Linked DNA regions of Zea mays: region 2 is linked to region 1. A link is a contact called in public Hi-C data. All regions are on one chromosome and are shown on one strand. The core of a region is the stretch at or near the end of the contact, and the rest is flanking DNA. Distances in the headings are between cores, read along the strand shown. Region 1 has its middle 29 kb from the start of LOC103644025. Region 2 holds the start of LOC100194005.

Region 1 (3,769 bases), core at 422-2,921:
AGTTGCACCCATCAGGCCTTTGCAGCTTTATGCTGATGGAGGTTAACAGCTGAGAATTAGGAGCCTTGAGGGTACCCCTAATTATGGTCCTCGACAAGTTTATACAGTGAAATTTGTGTCTTCACGCGTAGGTCATGTGGTTACTCCCTCTCTCGCTTGTAATGGGTTAACACAATTGCCCGTGAGCAGTACACACGCCACACCACCATCCTCCTCTCGAGCCGGTCCCTACTAAAACCAGTAAGAGAAAAAAAAACAGATTATGCAAACACTTGTGATAAAAAATAACATATGCATCAATGATCATATATCCCATATGAATATCGTTTTCATGTAATTGTTGTACTATAACATTTTATTAAATAACTAGTTTATTACAATCGAGCTCTAACCTCTTATCAAAAAATATTTCATTACAAAGGAGTGGGTGTTTATTACATAGAAAATGAATAGGCTTGTTATTAATCCACATAAGCATCTGTACAGTTTATTAATATTTCTCTTAGGCGAATACCATGACCAACTCGTGTCTCGTTAAAACTTAAAAAAAAACTGTAGAAAATAGATATAGTGTATATTGTCGCTACACGTATTACAACTGTTGCGTCGTTAAAAAACATATATGAAAAAGTTTAAGAAAAGTCAGCAATGAAAGAAAAAAAAAGGAGTACAGTGGTTGTCTTAGCGATAACTATAACCTTGACTGTTGTTTAGGTTACAAACTTTCCCGGACCATAGAGCTTATTCTATGTAAACAGGTTGAGCTTTACGGGCTCTAGTTTAAAAAAAAAACCAAAACTAGATGCTAGTTTCGAAGGTCCCCAAAAAAATACTTAAAAACAATGTTTTTATACCTGCTCATGGACTTGCACCAAAATTATACGTCATGTCATTGGTTACACGATATACCGATTCATGTCTCTTGCTCCTCCACTGCTAATCATCAAAGGTAATTAAAAAGAACCACATAAATTAATCGTATTACAGAAACGGGGGAGTCTATATGTAAACTAAGCAGTCCTGAATCCCGTATTATCGATCTGTTGGAGTTGTTTTTACGGTAACGTTGGAAAATCAAATTTGTAATTTTTGAAGTGAATCTAGCTAGTCCCCATGGAAGTGGAGACCTACAGAAAGCGAGGCGAGGACCGAACCAAAAGGGCTCGTGTTCGCATCGCATGGCACGGAAAGCGGCGCAAGCAATCGAGGCCCAGCAGTTTCCGTTGCCGTCCCGGCGGCGTCCGGCGTCTAAGACTGAGCGCAACGTGAACGCTACTGCGCCCCCTCCCCTTGCATGTCGGCTGTAGGGGGCACCCTATGGCCGCAGCGGTGCCCCCTACAGCGCCCCCTACGTATCGGTCTCCTTCTCTCTCTCCACAGATCTAGCGTGTCACTGTTCATCACCCTAAACACTATGCTGTGGATCCATGAGTAATTGTTAGTAGATAAAAAATTGATAATTGGTATAGAAAATGATATTTTATAGTGGTAGTGGGGTATAGGGGGAGTATTTAGAGGGAACCGCTGCGGGAGATGAAAAAATAGGGAGGAAAATAGGGGGAAAAGTGATATAAGGGGAAAAATTTAGAGGTAACGGTTGCGGATAGCCTAATCATTTCTGCGCGGGCACTGCACTGACGGGCAGGCCCCGCCATCCGGTCCGGGGACGCCTGAAGTGAGTATAATAGTAGCTAGCTTTGCGTCGCAGGCTTGCTTTACTTTACATCGCTCCTCTCCTCTTTTACGAGCTGTTCATTGATGTTGGTTGGTTGGGTCAAAAGGCGTCCAGCAGATCTAGGCCTCATGTGGCTTGGGCAGGGAGAGGAAAGGCGAACGGGCATTTGGTCGAGTGGCTGAGGCACTTTATCCTCCTTTGCCTTTCCAGTGAGTGACGACGCCTAGTACGCATGTCGCCAGCAGCAGCACGCGTCTCCTAGACCTGATTCGGGGAAGGCCCGGCCGTAAGTACTACACACACACAGCCGGCTGCTCGCCGCTTCGGTGTTAATGTTTTTTTTATAAGACAGGAGGGGTGAGCCCCTACTAAAAATTTTATTAAAACTTTAAAATAACAGAGTTAGAAGCAGACAGAAAAGAAGATTACAAAGGATAAAACAACCTAACTACAAAGAGAAAAGGAAAATATACGAGGTCTACTGCCAAAGCTGAAGCCATGCAGGAATTATCGAATCAAAACGGCCTTTAGCCCTCAGCATGACAAGATGAAGTTCCCTTGCAAACTCATTTTGGCAATGTTGCACAGTCGGGGCTTTATTCTGAAAAAGCCATGCATTACGGGTTTTCCAAATGCTCCAGTTCATGAGAATGACAATTTCCATAGAGAATGGAACATTGAGTTGTTGCATTAGATTTACTGCAGCGGCCTCAGGATTAGCAATTCTGGGAGACGTCAAACCAATAGAAGTCCAGCAAGCCTTTGCAAAGTTACACTTGAGGAAAAGATGGTAAAGAGTTTCTTCCTTTTGTCAGATGCAGTTCTCACAAGTGTAGGACTCGAGGTTCATATTCTTCCTTTTCAGCATATCTCTTGTATTGAGTCTGTTTTTTAGCCAAAGCCAAAAAAAAGACCTTATGTTTTGGTTGACACTTGTTTTTCCAAAGCGATCTGAAGATCTGGTGAACCTGGGTCTGACCCATCAAATGCTTATACGTTTTTTTTGTAGAGAAAATGTCTGCTCCCCAAATGAGTTTCCAAGTATCATTTGTGTTGTTTACCATGATTTGGCCCCAGGTTGCGTCTAAGTCTAAAAATTGTTCATGAGCTTGAACCGACAGAGGAAGCTGGAAAATTTCAATAAGTTGCTCTTTTTGGAGAGCCTCTTTGATGGACAGTTTGCTATTGCGGGCGAAGGAAAATAACTCAGGGAATTGATTAGCCGGGATGTCCGAATTCCACATATCTTCCCAGAACAGAATGGCTCTTCCATCTCCAATTTTTGGGGCAGCCAGACCCTTGTAATCTTGTACAAACGTAAGTAAGCTTTTCCACCAAAAGGAGCCAATTTTTGAGCAACCAGGTATCCTGGTTGTCCTGTAATAGTTGCTCCAAACCAAGTTAACCCAGGGAATATCGTGACTGTTGAAGAACTTGTGTAGAAACTTCAGGAGCAAGGCTTTATTGTGTGTCTCTAGTCTTACCACTCCCAGGCCCCCATTTTTTTTGTCTGGGTAATCATACTCCAGGCAGCTAGCACAGGTTTCTTTGAATTGACGTCGTTCCCCCTCCAGAGACAGTGTTTCCGATAGGAATCAATCTTCTTAACCGTGGTCACCGGGATTTTCAGCGTACACATCAAAAAAGTCGGGAGAGCTGAAAAAACCGAGTTAACAAGCTCAAGCCTGCCAGCCTGGGAGAGGAGGGCAGAAGTGCATGAAAGTCGATTTTGAATCCTCTGAATGAGTGGTAAAAAGTGGCATATTTTAGGTTTTGAAAGACCCAGCGGGATACCCAGATAGGTAAAGGGCATTGAGCCTATCTGACAGTTAAGAGTTCCAGCAAGGATCGCCATTTTAGCAGGACTGACGTTGATGGGGTACATACTTGATTTGTTGTAGTTCACCTTCAACCCCATTGAAAAAGCAAAAGAGTTCAGGACAGCTCTTAGAAAGAATAGCTGTCTAGGGCAAGCTTCCAAAATCAGCAGTGTGTCATCCGCGTATTGGACTATCGGAAAATCTTGACCACAATTCTCTGGCAATGGTAACTTGAGCAAGTTTTGCCGCCGCGCTTTATTTATGATGCTTTGAA
Region 2 (3,769 bases), core at 584-3,083, 81 kb before region 1:
ATGGAGACCACCTACCACTTGCTTCCACGTTGAGATCCCCTGTGGCATAATATCCAGGCATATAGCTTTCCCCTTCAACTTTTGCCCCCATGCTTGTTGCAAAACTGTGCAAGAGACTAGTGAATCAAACCCTCAACTGTATAATAAAATAAATCACAGAAAAAGGTTCTGAAATATCAACCTAAATGTGGAAAAAAGACAAGCGTGCAATATTCATTGATTGACAGAAGAAACAAAGAAATTGGCAGCTTACAATAGAACAATAAACTCCTCCAGATAAATTTAGTGATGATTACTGAGAGTATATGCATGAAAAGACAGTTTCACTCAGCTGGATGTCACGGCTTTATTGTGGCAGTTTGTGCATTTCAAAGCATGATGTCTAACTCCAATTTGCAATTCCATTACCAATTTCATGGGGCACAAAACATGAACTAAAGTAATGAACAGATACTACTTGTTAATTGTTAATTCTACTGGCATAAGCACAAAAACAATGCAGACATATTGTGTAGACAGTTTGAAGATGTTCAGGTATACATTGCCATCTAAAATTGATGCTCCAATAAAGAACAAAATATGGAACTTTTGGAAGGAAGCACAAATGAACAGCTACATTATATCAAACACAGGCTAACAGTGGCCAAAAGAAGTCATTAAAGAGTATGGGTTTCATTGACTAATTACCAAGTTAACAAGCCTGCTGCCTGCACTAATGAAGCCCCGATTCACATTCCCACCCCGGCATATAGCCAAGTGGATTATGTGACCTTCCCAGCACAGCACACCAGCAGGATGTTTGTGAGCCCCGCAAGACAAGCAAGCACAATGCGTATCTTCAGTTCTTCACTGTGTCGAACCAAATGGATACCTCAACCTGCTTAAGTGGACGAGCAGCCAATAGTAACCTGCTGTGCTGAATGCGCTCGCGAGAAATTACCTGCCCATCAAATGATTAAGACACTGCAGTGAGTAAGGTAAAAGATCTAAGGAACAAGATGCACAATGCGTTGTGTCACACACACACACAAAATGCAAGATCGATACACGCTACCCCTTTCCATGATCAAGCAAACACGCAGAAGATCAAAAGAAACATGACAGAAGGCCCAAAACAACGAAAAAGAATCTATACATGTGCAGCTGTTTGGATGCCAACTCGCGAGACTGGAAGTGAAGAAGAGAAGACAAGTCAACCCCCGACAGTTGAACGCACTTGATAAATCCTAAGAACCAGTTCCCTCACAACTGGGCCTATCATTACCAAACGTGGAAACCGAAAGGCCGCGAAGGTTAGATGCAATTAACAGCTTCCTGCCGCCAATCGAACCCGAATTTGACACGCGAACTAACTGCAGCAGAAACCCAATCTCTAGAAAAGAAAAGAAAAGAAAACGGAACCTTGGACGGCTCAAAGAAGAAAGGAAAGAAAAAAAAAGGCGGAAAAAAGCTGCGTCTTTTTCACAAGAAGCGAGCTAAGACCAGCGGAGTAAAAATTTTCACCTCATCCACTCTTGGCGCTGCGCTGCAACGGGTTGAGCCTGACAACCCTGAGCATCCGGCGCACGAACAGCCTAGCTGGCAACAGCACGCCCATGGCCCGCTACGCCAAGCAGGAGCGCGCGCCCAAACCTTGGCAGGTCCCCCCAAGTCGCCGGCCGAGGTGGGATTCTTGCGGGAGAAAGGAGCAAATTCCACGGGCGGGGAGCAATCGAGCTCGACGCACGGAGGAATTGCGGCGGATCCGGGATGGGGGTCGGGGAAGGAATTGGATCTGATGGGCCAGGGAGGCGGACTGGGGGAGCGAGAGGGAGCGAGAGCAAGAGGAGAGAGAGCGAGAGAGAGAGGAGGAGGAGGAGGAGGAAGTGCGTACTGCTGCTGGGTTCTTGTTCTTGTTTTGTCTGGACAAACGACTGCGTGGTTTTCTCACTCCTTTCTCTCTTCCTTTTGGGGTTTTTGGATGGGTGTTGTTTGGTTATGTGCTCTGCCTACTACTGCCTCTGGCTTTCTCTCTGCCTCTGTGGGGGCGTTGCCTACTGCCTCTCTCTTTTGCTCTCTCTCTCTCTCCTCTGAGGAAGGGAATGGAACGAGACCTTGTATCTAAACTACGTGCAAGGACAGGCAGATTTGTTGACATCTGGTCTTTGTATTCTCTCTCTCCTCTGCTGATCCTCGCCCACTTTTATCCCCCCATCTCTACGCTCCCCACCCATTCCTCGCCAGAATAAATGGAAATAAAACAGACAGACACTTGTTTTCCCACCCCCCACCTGCTGGTGTCTCCATCAGAATTTTTTCCCTCCGGAACTACTAGCCATGGGATCCTTAGATCTAAATTTTATTCCGGTCACTTTGAATGTTTGAGGCTGATTTTTAGAAAGGCTAATTATAATATTATCGTAAAACTTGTCGTACAAGTCGTGACTAGTTTATAAGATAAATTTATCAACCTAATCGATTCATAATTCAAGGATGTAAATATACACTAGTCGTAAATTAATTATTAGCCAATATTGTATATATATATATAGGCAATGTATCCTGTGTAAAAGGTTCTCATGTGTAAACATGCTAAAACGCCTTAACAACCTTTGGATCCAGAATCAAAGGCTAATTTTAATCCCACCTAACCACCACCGCACCAGATTACTAGGAGGGGTTCTTTAGAAAAAACACAAGATTATCAGGTGGGATTAAGATTAGCCTTTGATTCTGGATCCAAAGGTTGTTAAGACGTTTTAGCATATTTAGAACCTTTTACACAGGATACGTTCTCATATATATATATATATATATATATATATATATATATATATATATATATATATATATATATATATATATATATATATATATATACACTAAGTGGCATCTGACCACACGATGTGACCCCACTAAACTCTAGTGAAGTACGTAGTATCACACCACGCATTCTACATCATCGGCCGTGGTAGCTGAAATAACCAACCTGTTTCAATAAAACTGGAACGAAAATAGCCAGCTGATTTAAAAAAAAAACGTGTCGTGATTATCTCCGTGTTTCCCTCGGTGGCCGTAGAAAGACAACAAAGGACTCCGTCCGGAGGCGATCGCGATCGCGACTCGTCATGAGAGAGAGAATCTGTCCGCTCCGCTCCCTTTGCTTGCTGGTGGGGGGTGGGGAGAGGAGAGAGGAGAGAGGAGAGGGAGAAGCAGCTTTGACATAAAAAAAATCCCATGAGGATCGCAGCACCAACCTCCTTTCCAGACCTTTAAAATAATCGGCCGTCTTTACTCCTCGTGACACTTTTTTCCCCTCCCCAACTCCATCCATCACATGACGCCCCCCCCTCCCGCACAGCGTCCGTACCCCGGCTGGCTCTTCCGGCGGCTAGGTCACTGGCGCTGACGCTGAATGAACCTTTCGAGTTACCGGTACTTATTGGATCAGAGATCTCTGTGCTTTATAGTAATTGGGCTATATTCATCATTCAATCAGATAGCACTGGTCTTTTTTTCAGTTTTTTTTTTCTACTTCCTTGGCGTTCGAGTCTCTTATTTGCAGGGACGATTAGGTCTTTATAGTAATAAACGAGTATCTGGAAAACACAACCAACCTGCTGTATCGAATGATGGGTTGCTGCGGAAGGAGGATGCAAATGAAAAGGACGGCAGGTAAGGCAGCACCGGCTCGAGTCGAGAAGATCTTGGGTGCCGTTTGGTTCAAATATTTGTAACGTAATGGGTAACTGATAACGTTAAATCATGTTTGTTTTAGTATAACCATAAT

The links. A called contact is a pair of places that touch in the nucleus more often than the background predicts.
Region 2: a contact with region 1 is called in a Hi-C map of tassel, with 5 times the contacts expected there. The contact joins the promoter of LOC100194005 here to the enhancer-like site in region 1. A contact is called at or near these places in 4 of 25 Hi-C or Micro-C datasets (bundle sheath, ear, leaf and 1 more).

Annotation. Positions count from the first base shown.
Region 1 is chr1:285,166,858-285,170,626 of Zm-B73-REFERENCE-NAM-5.0, reverse strand. No RefSeq gene overlaps it. Among protein-coding and RNA genes, the nearest start is that of LOC103644025, 29 kb to the right of the region's middle. Within about 2 kb of position 1,671, at least 17 of the 20 cell types and tissues checked have an H3K27ac peak or open chromatin away from gene starts, as enhancers often do. A contact at or near this core is called in bundle sheath, ear, leaf and 1 more, where this site is marked.
Region 2 is chr1:285,247,878-285,251,646 of Zm-B73-REFERENCE-NAM-5.0, reverse strand. It overlaps LOC100194005, which reads right to left and starts at 1,833. Exons shown (of 5, transcript NM_001359363.1): 1 at 1,504-1,833; 2 at 688-940; 3 at 1-104. The coding sequence starts at 91.